2 separate regions of the Capra hircus genome follow, and region 1 is linked to region 2. Evidence: chromatin contacts called from public Hi-C data. All regions are on one chromosome and are shown on one strand. Each heading gives the region's core, a stretch centred on a gene start, on an enhancer-like site or on the middle of the called end of the contact. The rest is flanking DNA. Distances are from core to core; before and after follow the strand shown. Region 1 holds the start of TRMT10A (tRNA methyltransferase 10 homolog A). Region 2 holds the start of DAPP1 (dual adapter for phosphotyrosine and 3-phosphotyrosine and 3-phosphoinositide).

Region 1 (6,568 bases), core at 2,570-5,069, 200 kb before region 2:
TTACAAAGCTATTATACAATTCCTAAGAAACAAAGGCACCTACAGCAAACGTTGCACAAAACAGGTCCTCAAAATGCTCGTTGAATGAAACAATGGAGCAAAGATTCAAGCCCACATCCAACTCTACTGTCTTCTAGAAATCCAAAGTCTTATTTAGAAAATGGGAATTTCCAAACAATATTAAAGACCTGTGTTGCTTTCACCCACCTGCTGTTGAAAGGCTCGGAGAAGACCTGTGTCACCAAAAGATAACGGACGGGAAAAACCCTTTGGTTCTACTTGTATACCAATGCACCAAAAGAAAAAAAAAAAAAAAATTGGGAAACTTCCTAGAGATCACTGCTGAAAGTCTATGTCTGTGACATCCTGCCTTCCAAGCTTGCAACACATGACAATGGCAGATAAAATATTAAAAGGGGAAACAAAAAAAGTATAGCCTTTCTCAAAATCAAAATTAAGAACAAGGTCTGCTGTGTAAAGACAGCTAACAGTTTTCCTATCTTTAAAGAGAAAAATAATAATACAAGACAGAGGATGGGAGACAGATGGGAGGCAATTTAAGATGAACCCTTAAACTGGTGTTAGGGGTGAGTTTCCTCTTTCCAAGAAAAAAGCCTAACAACAGGTAAAATTAAAGATAGCTTATACAAAGTTGAATACTTGGGGGAAACAGACACCAGCCTCTTGGCTACAACCTGGGCCCAGCTACGAGGTGACATATGAATGTACAATAATATGACTGAAATTCTCAACCACATAAATAGGCTCTGCTATTGGCCTGAAGCACTGAAAAGGGTCATGGGGTGGAAGAAACCACAAAATCAGTAGTAGACAGAGGCAGTTTGGAAAGGAAAGCTATAATTCCATTCCAAATGAGTCTGCAACGCAAAATTATAAAAGGACAGGAAATGAGGGGAAAAAAAGAGTTAATGAAGAATAATAACCATAAAAACAAAAATTGAGAAATTGATACACAAAAACGGGCATAAAAATAGCAAAACAAGAATTCATTAAAAAAAAGAAAAAAAGCCAATTTGGAAACCAGGAAGTGAAGTCATAAAAATTTCAACATATGAGGCAAACTCCAGATTACGCGGAGTCCAAGATGTAATTGATGAATTAGAAGACAACCTCACAATCTGATTCAGAGTTCAGACAGAAAAATAAAACGAAAAAAATCGTACGTCTGAGCATTTAAAAAATGTGAGTAACAGCTTGAGAGAAACATAGGCTAAAAAGGTAACTGGAGGTAAATGTAGAACCTTGAGTGCATTCATTAACTTGTTTTAATCTAGAAAATAAGGTTACTATTCAATTTAAGAAACAGGAGACAGAGGGAACACAGTAAGCCTGAAAAGATAAGAAAAATTTTAAACATACATTGTGATTCCTAGGATCACTTTTATTTCCTTTCCAAAAATAAACACATGAATAAAAATTAGCAATGAATATATCCAACACAATATAGAAAACATAAGCTAAACCTGCCCATTAAGCTAAATGTGCGGGCTTCCCAGGTGGCGCTAGTGGTTAAAAAACAAAACAAAACAAAAAAAAAAACACCTGCCGGCCAATGCACGTGGGTTCCAGCCCTGGGTCAGGAAGATTCCTTGGAGGAGTGCATGGTAACCTACTCCAGTATCCTTGCCTGGAGAATCCTCGCACAGAGGAAACTGGGCTAGTTCACAGGGTCGCAAACTGTTGGACACAATTGAAGCGACTTGGCATGGAGAACACAAGCCAAACGTGCGGCCTTTAAGGCACAATTAAAAATCAGAGGAAACAAATTGCTTTCTTCATGGAATTGATTAATATTGTAGGAGAGAGTATTTCTATCATCAGTGGCATCGTTTTTCACTAGTTTCCTACGATGGTCAAAAGAGCAAGTGTTGATTGGCTCTAGACTGAAAATTTTTAATATAACAAAGTACAGCAAAGTTTTACAACTCATGCACACCAGGGGGAGCTTGCGCCTTTCCCAAGAAGTCCAAGTTAAATTTAATTTGCTTATCATTGCATACTAATATTTTTTAAAAGCCTATCAAATACAAAGGTCATGAGCTTGTCAAAATCATCACTGCTATTTTAAAAGTTATTTCCAATTAAGAAAAAGGAATGTAGTAAAAGAAAAATTTTTAAAGCTCTGAATAAGCTAGATACATTGCAGGGAATGATGCAATGATCAAGCATCAAATGATGCTAGATTGAGATCCTTTCATTATTGCTTTCAACACACTTTACAAACACACGGGCCAACTCCTACTGCCTGTAACATACAGTAAGCATTTAACTATGCACTAGTGTGTTCAGATTAACCTGTTAAGTAAAATATAAACACCATGGCAGATTTGCATTCGTCCCTCACATGCAGGGCTATTCACAGCACATTTTAATTCATTCACCAGGTTCAGCCAACTTTGTAGCAATTACAGAAATAATTGTGCCAAATTTAGTTTACTTGAGCACTGAATTGCTTTAAATGGTTTAGTTAGATATAGATTATCTAGTGGTTTTATGAAACTATGGATAAAGATAACTAAGGCAATTTTGTGTGGGATAGATAGATTAAAAAAATTGTATCTCTATTATCCTTGTATTTCCACTTCTTAGCACAACTCCTGGCAGGAAGAATACACATCATGAGTTGTGACTGGCCGAAAGTTAAAAAAAAAAAAAACAAAAAAAAACTCACAGCTTTATTGATTGGGCTAAAGTCTTAATAATTTATAACATAGTCTCCTTTTCAGAAATATCCAAAGGAATGTCGAAATAACCGGAGAACGGAATTAAATGACCTAACGGTGGTAAAGAAGGAATACCTTTTTAAAACGCGCGGGCCAGATTTGCAATAACGACTCAGTTCAGCTGTGAGGTCCCTTAGGCAGAGGCCTGGGCCATGATGGGGAAAGGCGGAGGATTTATAACAAAAAAAGCGAGAAATATGCCGTTGCTATCCTCTGTGTATCTCTAGAAAAATTCCTGAATTTAAACACAAAATGTTTCAGGGAAATTCGGTAACACCTCGGACTTCTTAAAACAGTCCTCAGCTCACCACGGTGGGGCCTACCAGCACCTGCGGCAACTTTCCCCTGGCCTCTTCCCACATTTCACAGCGCTCAGAGACATCAGCCCTCGTAGGAAAAATGAGGAAAATGAGGGAAAACGAGGTTTAAAGACGAAAAGCGACTTGCCCACGGTCTCTTGCCAATAAGTGGCACAACCACAACTCGTTTTCCGGCCTTTCAGAGTCCAGATTTCCCTCTCCTTTCATTCTTGGGTAGCGAACACACTTCACATACTAGGACCCGTATCTTGACCCCCAAACAGAAGTCGACAGCAAGAGGTCCTATACTAGTGAGCAGAGCCGAGCCCAACTCTCGCCTCCATGTCACACACGCGCGGACGCACTCCAGAGGCGGGGTTAACTTGCAGCCGACGAATCAGAAAGCTGTTTGGCGAGCCGAAGGGGCGCGCTCTCTCTGACGTCACTTCCTTCCGGAGCTGGTCTTTGCTACCATTTTCCATTATCCCACTTACCTCTTCCCCGGAAGCCCTATTGCTAGTGGAAGGCGGGATCGGCACGCGCTCCTTTTGCTCCCGGATTATATCAAAAGGTAGACGAGCGCAAGCCTCCGCGCCAAGAAACTTACCGAACAGAGGAGTTGTCGGGGAATCTGATAACCTCTCAGAAAGCTTTTTCTAGTGGTATTTACCACTCTAGAAGGTCCTCTGTCGGAAACTTCAACTCCCAGAGGCAGAGCCGGTAGCTACACGTAGAAGGCTACGGAGGTTACGTCTTTCGTCAGCCCACTGCGCCAATTCCGGACCCGCAGTGGGAGAAAGGGGCGGGGTTTGTGTGGGGCGGGGTCTGGGGTTAGGATTTCTGGAGTGGGAGGTGTTTGAGTAATAATACCTGTTTTTCCAATTCAAGGCAGGCATACACCTGCAGGCATTTATTCATATGTCCTCGTGGGCGTGGCGAGGGATGTTAAAACATTCCTACTCTTAAAAATGGCCAACACTAATAAAGGGCTTATAATTCTTCCATGTTTGAGATGAGAGGAAAGCATCTCTTGCCTGAATTATTTGTATTTATAATACAGGAGGTTTTCAGTATCACATAATTTTACACAACTCAAGTGGAAAATTAGATTTTAAAAGTGAATCAAACTCCCAATAAGAGGTAATTAAATCTAGAATGTTTACGCCTTTTCTTCCATATAGCCATAAGTCTTACTCTCCATTCATTCCTTGAGCTGTTTTTCATATACTGTTTTGTAAGACATCGGGTGACGTTTCATTGTTTATAATGCCTGACTTTACTATGTAACCTTTTTGATATATATATGGATCAAGTCACCTAAGGGAGAGCTGTAACATAATCCGGTTGATGGTCATTTTCTATATAGTTTTTGATTTGGTCCTACTTCTAATAAGTGATTATTGCAGAATTCGAAGATAAGAGTGATGTTTGAATCAGTGAATAGAAGACTGCCGTCTCAGTATGGAAAGAACTCTGGAGTGATTTATACTTGATATTTGAAAACATTCTAACATGTTTAAAGGTTTCTGTGAATAGGAAATTCCAGACTTAACTTTTCTGAAAGAATTAAAATGTCTGTAAATTTAGTTACAAAACTGAAGTCACTCTTGCTTTAAACAGTCAAATTTTACTTGAAAAACTGTCACTGCAACATGGTTGTAGGCCACTGTCTGTTTCCTCATTATGTCAAGTCCAAAAGATCTTTTAACTAAGAATTGGCAAAGAAGTCTGGATCCATTTCTGATCTGTTAGTAGGGCATCTTTTTTCAGCTACCTCCATATCAGGCCAAAGAGTAGCTGAAGGAGGATTAGTAATTGGATATTTAGCCCTTCACATGTAGGTCATTAAGCTCAGGCTGGCATAGTGATGTGCCAGAACTTTCAACAGCTGTTCAGTTGCCCCTCAGGGATCTGTTTTGTGAATAATAATATATTTTTCAGAGCTAATACCTGATACCCTTATTAAAACAAAAATTTTAAGTTACTTAAAAAACCCTCTTATGTTTTCTTTTGACATAGCCATTTAACTTTATAGTCATAGGGTGTGAAATTTAAAATGGTTCTAGTATCATCCAAAGAAAGCACTAGCAAAAAATGGACAATTTAACCAAAGATATAGAAAGCATATAGAAAATACAGGAAGGCAAAAACCACAATATGAAACAGTATTATTTTCATTAATTTGTAAAACTCATTTATTTATTTATTTGACATACTTGTTGAGTCCCATGGTTTTTTTTTTTTTGTCTTAGTATTGTTGATACAAAGATAACTAAATTGTGATCTTTGTTCTTGAGGAATCCTTAGTCTAATGGGAGAGCTGGTGTTAAATATCATACAATATAATGTACTTGAGATGCCTGTACATGGAAAGAAGCAACTAAGTGTTCCTGGAGGTGAGTGACATAGTTTCAGAAATTGAATAATTTGTTCTGTCTTGGAAAGTAAATAGATCTTCAGATATCAAGATGGAAAAAGTATTTTAAATATTGGCAACAGTGAAAGCAAAGACATGTCATAGTTTGGTACATGACTGATAAGCTGTGGTTAGGATGAGAAAGGAGGAGGAAAGACTGACCCTAAGGGTTTTTCTAATTTAGACAACTGTGTTAGCCCCTCAGTCATGTCTGACTTTTTGTGACCCCAGGGACTGCAGCCTGCCAGGATCCTCTGCCCTTGGGATTTTCCAGGAAATAATACTGGTGGGTTGCCATTTCATTTTCCAGGGGATCTTCCCAATGCAGGGATTAAACCTGGGTCTCCTGCATTGCGGGCAGTTTCTTTACCATCTGAGTTCTAATTTGGACAACTGCTACTACTGCTGCTAAGTCGCTTCAGTCGTGTCCGACTCTGTGCGACCCCATAGACAGCAGCCCATCAGGCTCCACTGTCCCTGGAATTCTCCTGGCAAGAACACTGGAGCGGGTTGCCATTTCCTTCTCCAATGCATGAGAGTGAAAAGTCAAAGTGAAGTCACTCAGTCGTATCCGACTCTTAGCGACTCCATGGACTGCAGCCTACCAGGCTCCTCCGTCCATGGGATTTTCCAGGCAAGAGTATTGGAGTGGGGTGCCATTGCCTTCTCCAATTTGGACAACTGTAGGAATGTAATTCTGTTAACTGGATCATTTGGCAAATAGTGGAAGAAAATTAGGCTTTTAAAAAATTAGTTTGGTTTTGAATATATGGCTTCTGGGGAGTCTGCAGAACATCTAAGTAGAAACAGATCTAGAAATTATCAGCACATATTTGGTATTTTAAGCCAACATCAGAGGTTGAAATCAGAGATGCTAGACCATAGGTTACAAACCTATAATGTCTATTATGACTGGAAGGTAAATGGCACAAGCTCTCTAGAAGAAAAGTGCCACAAACCTGACAGCATGGTCTGTGTTTAATCAGGGAACAAGTTTCAAGTAGTGGGCCTAATGCCATCAGAGCTCAATTTTTTAAGAGCAGCCAGAGGTCTGGTTTTCTATGTGAAATCTGATTTTTAAGTGTTTGTAACTTATTTTGTTTGTTTTT
Region 2 (5,951 bases), core at 2,596-5,095:
CTGCTTATCTAGACAAGAGAAGAAAATGAAAGGGTCCCAGTTAATTCACATGACCTTTGATATTGATCACACAGTTGTGGCAGAGAACACAGAGATGGTGGCTTGAAATAAAACTCCAACTGACATAGTTTTAAAAGCAATGTGGCAGCTCTGAGCTTGCCACGGAGTTAGAAAGAGAATGAGAAGCCTTCCTTTTGGAAAGCTGGCCTGCAGCCGAAAATCAATGGCTAGTTCTTTCTTCCTCTACTGTTCCTCTCTTCCAACTTTATATGAAAACAATACTTTCTTCTTTTTCATGAGTGGAAAGAACAGCCAGTAATAAATAGAGGGAGGGTCCCTCAAGTCCAAGCTATGGTAACCTCAATCCATGGTAATCCCATATATTGTTCCCTTTTCCAGAATGTGTCATTTACTTCCCACCAACATAAATGATGGAGAAGAAGAGATCATGCTTGTGTAACAGTTAATCAACCAAAGGAACCAAAGGACCGTTCCCCTAGCACTCTGAAGAGCATGGGTAGAGTTGCCATTGCTAGGTAACCAGGTGCAAAGCAGCATTGTGACATTTGAGCTTTCCGTAGAGAAAAATAGATTAGGAAAAGATTTAAAAGTTTCTTCAACCACATGGAGTCATGTTTTTTGAAAAACATCTTAGAGTAGTCCCAAGTGTTAGAAATCTATTTTTCTAGTAAATAAATTCAAATCTGGACAAAATAACTCCCTGAATCCTCTAAATGAGAATATTGATGATTAAAATTTGATAGTCATCCCGACGAAGGTTGATAAAGAAAATAATTTTCCATCGAAGAATAAGATGTTCCAAAATTGTCAAAACAGCTCAAGACTGTTTGTGCCCATTTCTATGTCCAATACAGTGTGGAAAGAACTCAGTTCTATGAATCAGCATCATTGAAAAGAGAATAATGAAATAAATATGAAGTGAGCTATCTGCTTTAAAAAAATACTCTTTGTGCCTGTTTGGAAGGTGTTTGAAAGCAAAAGTTACAGTTTCTTTAATAAATATATATACATGTTGTTGCTATTATTTAGTTGCTAAATCATATCTAACTCTTTTGTGACCCCATGGACTATAGCCCATCAGGCTCCTCTGTCCATGGGATTTCCCAGGCAAGAATGCAGGAGGGGGTTGTCATTTTCTTCTCTGGGAGATCTTCCCAACCCAGGGAGTGAGCCCACATCTCCCGCATTGGCAGGCTGATTCTTTACCACTGAGCCACCAGGGAAGCCCAAATATATATTATATATTATTAATATATATATTAATATATATTTATGTTGATGCTGCTGCTAAGTCACTTCAGTCGTTTCTGAATCTGTGCGACCCCATAGATGGCAGCCCACCAGGCTCCCCCGTCCCTGGGATTCTCCAGGCAAGAACACTGGAGTGGGTTGCCATTTCCTTCTCCAATGCATGAAAGTGAAAAGTGAAAGTGAAGTCATTCAGTCGTGTCCAACTCTTAGCGACCCCATGGACTGCAGCCTACCAGGCTCTTCTGTCCATGGGATTTTCTAGGCAGGAGTACTGGAGTGGCTTGCCATTGCCTTCTCTGATATATATTTTTATATATTTATAATATGTAATTATATATATCATATATTAATATATAAAATATACAAATATATGTAAGCCAATATGTAAATTGGCATGTGGCTAATTTAATATAAAAAATTACAAATATTTTATGACTGTTCAGCTTTTCATTGAAACCATCTAGTGATGCTGTGGGAACTGGTCTCCCCACAATGCTTAATGCCAACTCAGTGGAGCATGGGGATGGTAGGGATGAGAGGGGGTCCTGGAGAACATGGGATACGGGACCCAAAAAAGTATGAAATCAAAGTCAAAAGCAACAGATGGGACAGCAAGATGAGAAAGGGAGAGGGGAAGGAAGAGTGAAAAGGGGAAGACAGGCATCTTAGTGAAGGCTGCTACTTTCCTAAAAATTAAAAAGATTAAGCGAAAGGAAAACCAGAACTTGCTAATATGGGATCAGAATAGATACTAAAACCCTGAACAAAGAGCAGTAGAAAGAGAACAGTAACTCTGCCCGACTGTTGCCCTGTCTCTGCAGTGTTCACATTCAGCGGCTCCCTGGCCAGGACTGGCCTCTGTTCCAAGTGGACACTGTGCTTCTCTCTGAACAAACTGTAGCTAAAAGAATTTTAAATATGGATGTACCACTGATTCCTGTGTGTTATCAGAGCTTACCAGGCCATCTCTAGACACACAGGAATCCCTCCCCAGCAGGCCGGGTAAGTCACGATCTCAGACAATGGGGATGAGTAGAGGCCGGAGGGAAGGCCCGGGGGAAAAGCTAGAATAATGTCAGGTACAGACTGACCTCTTCTTGCTGGTGGTGGTTTATTCACTCAGTTGTGTCCGGACTCTTTACAACTCATGGACTGTTGTCTTTCAGGCTCCTCTGTCCATGGAATTTTTGAGGAAAGAATACTGGAGTGGGTTGTCATGCCCTTCCCCAGGGGATCGGGGTCTTTTCAACCGAGGGATGGAACCTGGGTCTCCTGCATTGCAGGCAGATTTTTTAAACAATTTAATTAATCTATCTGTGGCTGTGCAGGGTCTTCGCTGCTGGGCTTTGTCTAGTGGCAGTGAGTGGGGGCTACTCGGGTCGCGGGGCACTGGCTTCTCCCTGCAGTGGCCTCTCCCGGGGTGCAGAGCAGGCTTGGGGTGCCAGGCCTTCAGTCGTTGCGGTGCATGGCTTTAGCCGTTCTGCAGCACGTGGGATCTTCCTGGATTAGGGATTGAACCTGCATCTCCTACATTGGCAAGTGAATTCTCTATCAACTGAGCCACCAGGGAAGCCCTTCTTGCTATCTTGATTTCTTATAAAGCAGTCTCCTCAACCTTTAAAGCACTACAGAGTCAGCTTAGGGATATTGTTCAAATGTAGATACCGGTTCAGAAGCGCTGGGATGAATCCAAATGCTACATTCTTACAAGCTTCTGGTGATGCTGCTGGTCTTCAGACAGCCCTGGGAGGAGTGATTTATAGAGCACCCTGACGAACCCTGATTGAGTCGGGTGTCACAAGAGGAAGGGGGAGAATGAGAGAGAGACTCTTTCCTGCAGTTTCCTATAGAGAGTATGCGGGAAGCAACATATGTTCTTTGTCCCCTTATTACAGTACTCTGTCCACTTCCCCAGGATTCAGAGTGATGACAGTTTCCCTTTTGAACTTTTAGGGAGCTGGCAAGCTCTACCCATGAGACTGGACACAGAGCAATACCAGGTGTGAGTCACCCAGGGAAGGAAGCGAAATGCAGCGATTCTGGGAGCTCTAACCTGCCCTCTGAGCTGGGCACCTGGCTGCCCCCCTGCAGCTTCTCTACTTTGTTTGAACTTAATCCTTCTTCCCTGGAGGAACAATAATTATCTCTGAATCACGCTCAACCTGAACATCAAGTGTATGTTGAAAAGCTTGAATGATGGAAGCAGCAATATTGAGAAAGTGATAAAAATCAGACTTCAGGACAGAGGCTAGTGGTTCAAGTCTGATTTCTTTACCTCCTTGAAAGATGTTTCTCACCTAGAAGCTACCTCCGTGCTCCTGTGTGTGAGACAGGGGTGATGGAATGCATCCCCTACAAACCAGAGGCAAACAGCATTAAGAAAAATGATGGTTTGGCCTCCTGAGGAGAGTCGGAGTTAATACTCAATCTCAGTTGGAGTACTTTCGTCTTTATTTCCTTTGACAGTAACTGCGTGTTGCGTGAGGCAGTGTGGGTGTCCTCAGGGGTGGCCACCTAACTTTGCATGTTTCCTGACTGACACAACACTCCTGCCAGTGCCTAGGGGCCGGGGTGGTGAGTGTCAGTGGGAGGAGTAACCAAGTTTCACTTCCTTGCTGGTTGGAGACTTGCAGCCACAGCCGGCTTGGGTCTCACCAAGGAGGGGAGACTGTGAGGAACAGCAGAGCCGTCCCTCTCTGCCGCTTACCCAGAGCACCTTGGCAGGGGCTTTGTGGACGTGAGGGGCGTGAATGGGCAGAGCAGACTATCTAGAAGGGAAGATGAGCACCCAGGATCCTTCAGATCTGTGGAGCAGGTCGGATGGAGAAGCGGAGCTGCTCCAGGACTTGGGGTAAGAGGGCAGGTCCCCTTCTCCTGGAGGTTCTTGGGTGAACCTTAACTCACGGCTCTGACCTGAATGCTCAGCTTGATGAGTGATTACCTTAGTACTGTCTCTCTCTGCCTGCCAATCTTCCATTCTTATTACTCAAAGGACAGTAGATACTCACCTCTGTGTGGGGCCAATTCCACTGTGAAAGCATGTATCATCTTTGCAGATCTAAAAATAAGGAGGTGGAGAAAACGGGACAAAAATAAAATATTGGAAATTCTTTGAGATTATGGACAGAACTGGGCTGTGGTCACTGATGTTGCTGGGTTTCCTTGTTGTTATTGATCTGGTTTATAAATAAATGTGCTGTTTAACAGTTCTGAGCTCCAAGCTGTGAAATAAACAGAAAGCCTAGACCCTGCCATAAGGGAGAGGGACTTTTTCAAAAGAGAAAGAATGAGGAAGTGTGTGCAGCCGTGTCCCATATGTGTTTCTTTCTCCCGACACTACACTTGTGACCTCTTGTATGCATGCATGTCTGGAAGGACAACTTTGACCCTTTCAAATACTAACAAGTCAGGAAGGGGATAAACTTTCTGCTTCAAACAGGCTGTACATTTAGGTAGGTGAAATCATCACAGTCCTGTCTTTAGAAAGGGACCAGACAAGACAGTTCCTCAGGATACTTAATAAAAGAAGCAAGTATTGCGCAAGAGAAGGGCAGGGGATTTCCTAGAGAAACTGCTCCTTTCCCCGGATGCACCAGGAATAGACTGGCAAGGCTGGTTTTGACATCTGTGATTCCAGAGAGGCAAGCCTTGCACCTGCTGTCCTACTAAACAGCTCTGATCTTCACAAACACCCAAGGACAGAGGACCTTCACTCATCTCCATCTTACAAAGGAAGGAAACAAGCACCAAAGGGACTGAGTTAAGTTCCAACAGTCACCAATCAATTACGAGTCAGGTTTCCAATCTGCCAGGTCTGTGTTCTTAATCAGAGAAAAACTGGGGATGAACTCTCTCTCCTTGAAGACCGTAGAGATTGTATCTTTTGGAGTTGTATTACTATAAGAGTTCTCAACGAGTCCTGTCTTTATTAATAGATTTTAAACTTGAGGTCTCAGAATTGAACTCTACCTTCATAAGGTAAATCAGACATAACAGCCAGATTTTTCAGTAAAGGAAACTCCCCTTATGGGGAGTGGAGTCAGAGCTCCAGGACACTTCTAGCCTCCTGGACCAAATCCCCAAACAGCAGAGGTCAAATGCCCCCTGAGCATCCAAAACAGTCTTCACAGAGCCGAGGCATGAAAGCAGGAAGCTGGGCTCTCACTTAGATCTTTATTAACTTATTAAACTATCATTCTTTATGCGATGGATTATCTAGATTCCCAGCCCACAATTGGTAGGAAGCTCCAAAGGAGAAAAGACAAAGGAAATATTCAGCTCTGCTCTCTTAATTCAACAATCCTTGAACCGAGGCTCTGTGATTGAGTACCCTTGGCACTCACTTCAATGACAGAGATGAGCTAATGCTGTCTCTTCTCCCCACCTTAGTGCTCATAGCAAGAAATGACTACAGGTAAAACCCACCAGGAAACAGGTGTCTTTCCTCTACATGTGGAGATGGACATCCACTGTAACGCCCAGTTACCCCCAAAAGGTGCTTTTATGTCCAGACCTCTCTATTTCAGGAGGCCTGGAAATGTCTTTAACATGGGAGGATGGTTTCTGTAACAACAGGCCAGCTACAGTTGTCTAGGGAAATTGCTCTACAGTTGTGTTTCTTAACCTTGGCCATGAACTAGTATAACCTAAGGAGTTTAAAAAAATTCCCTGCCCAGGCC

Evidence for each region. Hi-C and Micro-C count contacts between places; a contact is called where the count stands out from the background.
Region 1: a contact with region 2 is called in a Hi-C map of blood, with 2.2 times the contacts expected there. The contact joins the promoter of TRMT10A here to the promoter of DAPP1 in region 2. A contact is called at or near these places in 4 of 5 Hi-C or Micro-C datasets (blood and liver).

What each region holds. Positions count from the first base shown.
Region 1 is chr6:25,311,314-25,317,881 of ARS1.2, reverse strand. It overlaps TRMT10A (tRNA methyltransferase 10 homolog A), which reads right to left and starts at 3,819. Exons shown (of 8, transcript XM_018049277.1): 1 at 3,651-3,819.
Region 2 is chr6:25,115,255-25,121,205 of ARS1.2, reverse strand. It overlaps DAPP1 (dual adapter for phosphotyrosine and 3-phosphotyrosine and 3-phosphoinositide), which reads left to right and starts at 3,845. Exons shown (of 9, transcript XM_005681377.3): 1 at 3,845-4,123. The coding sequence starts at 4,023.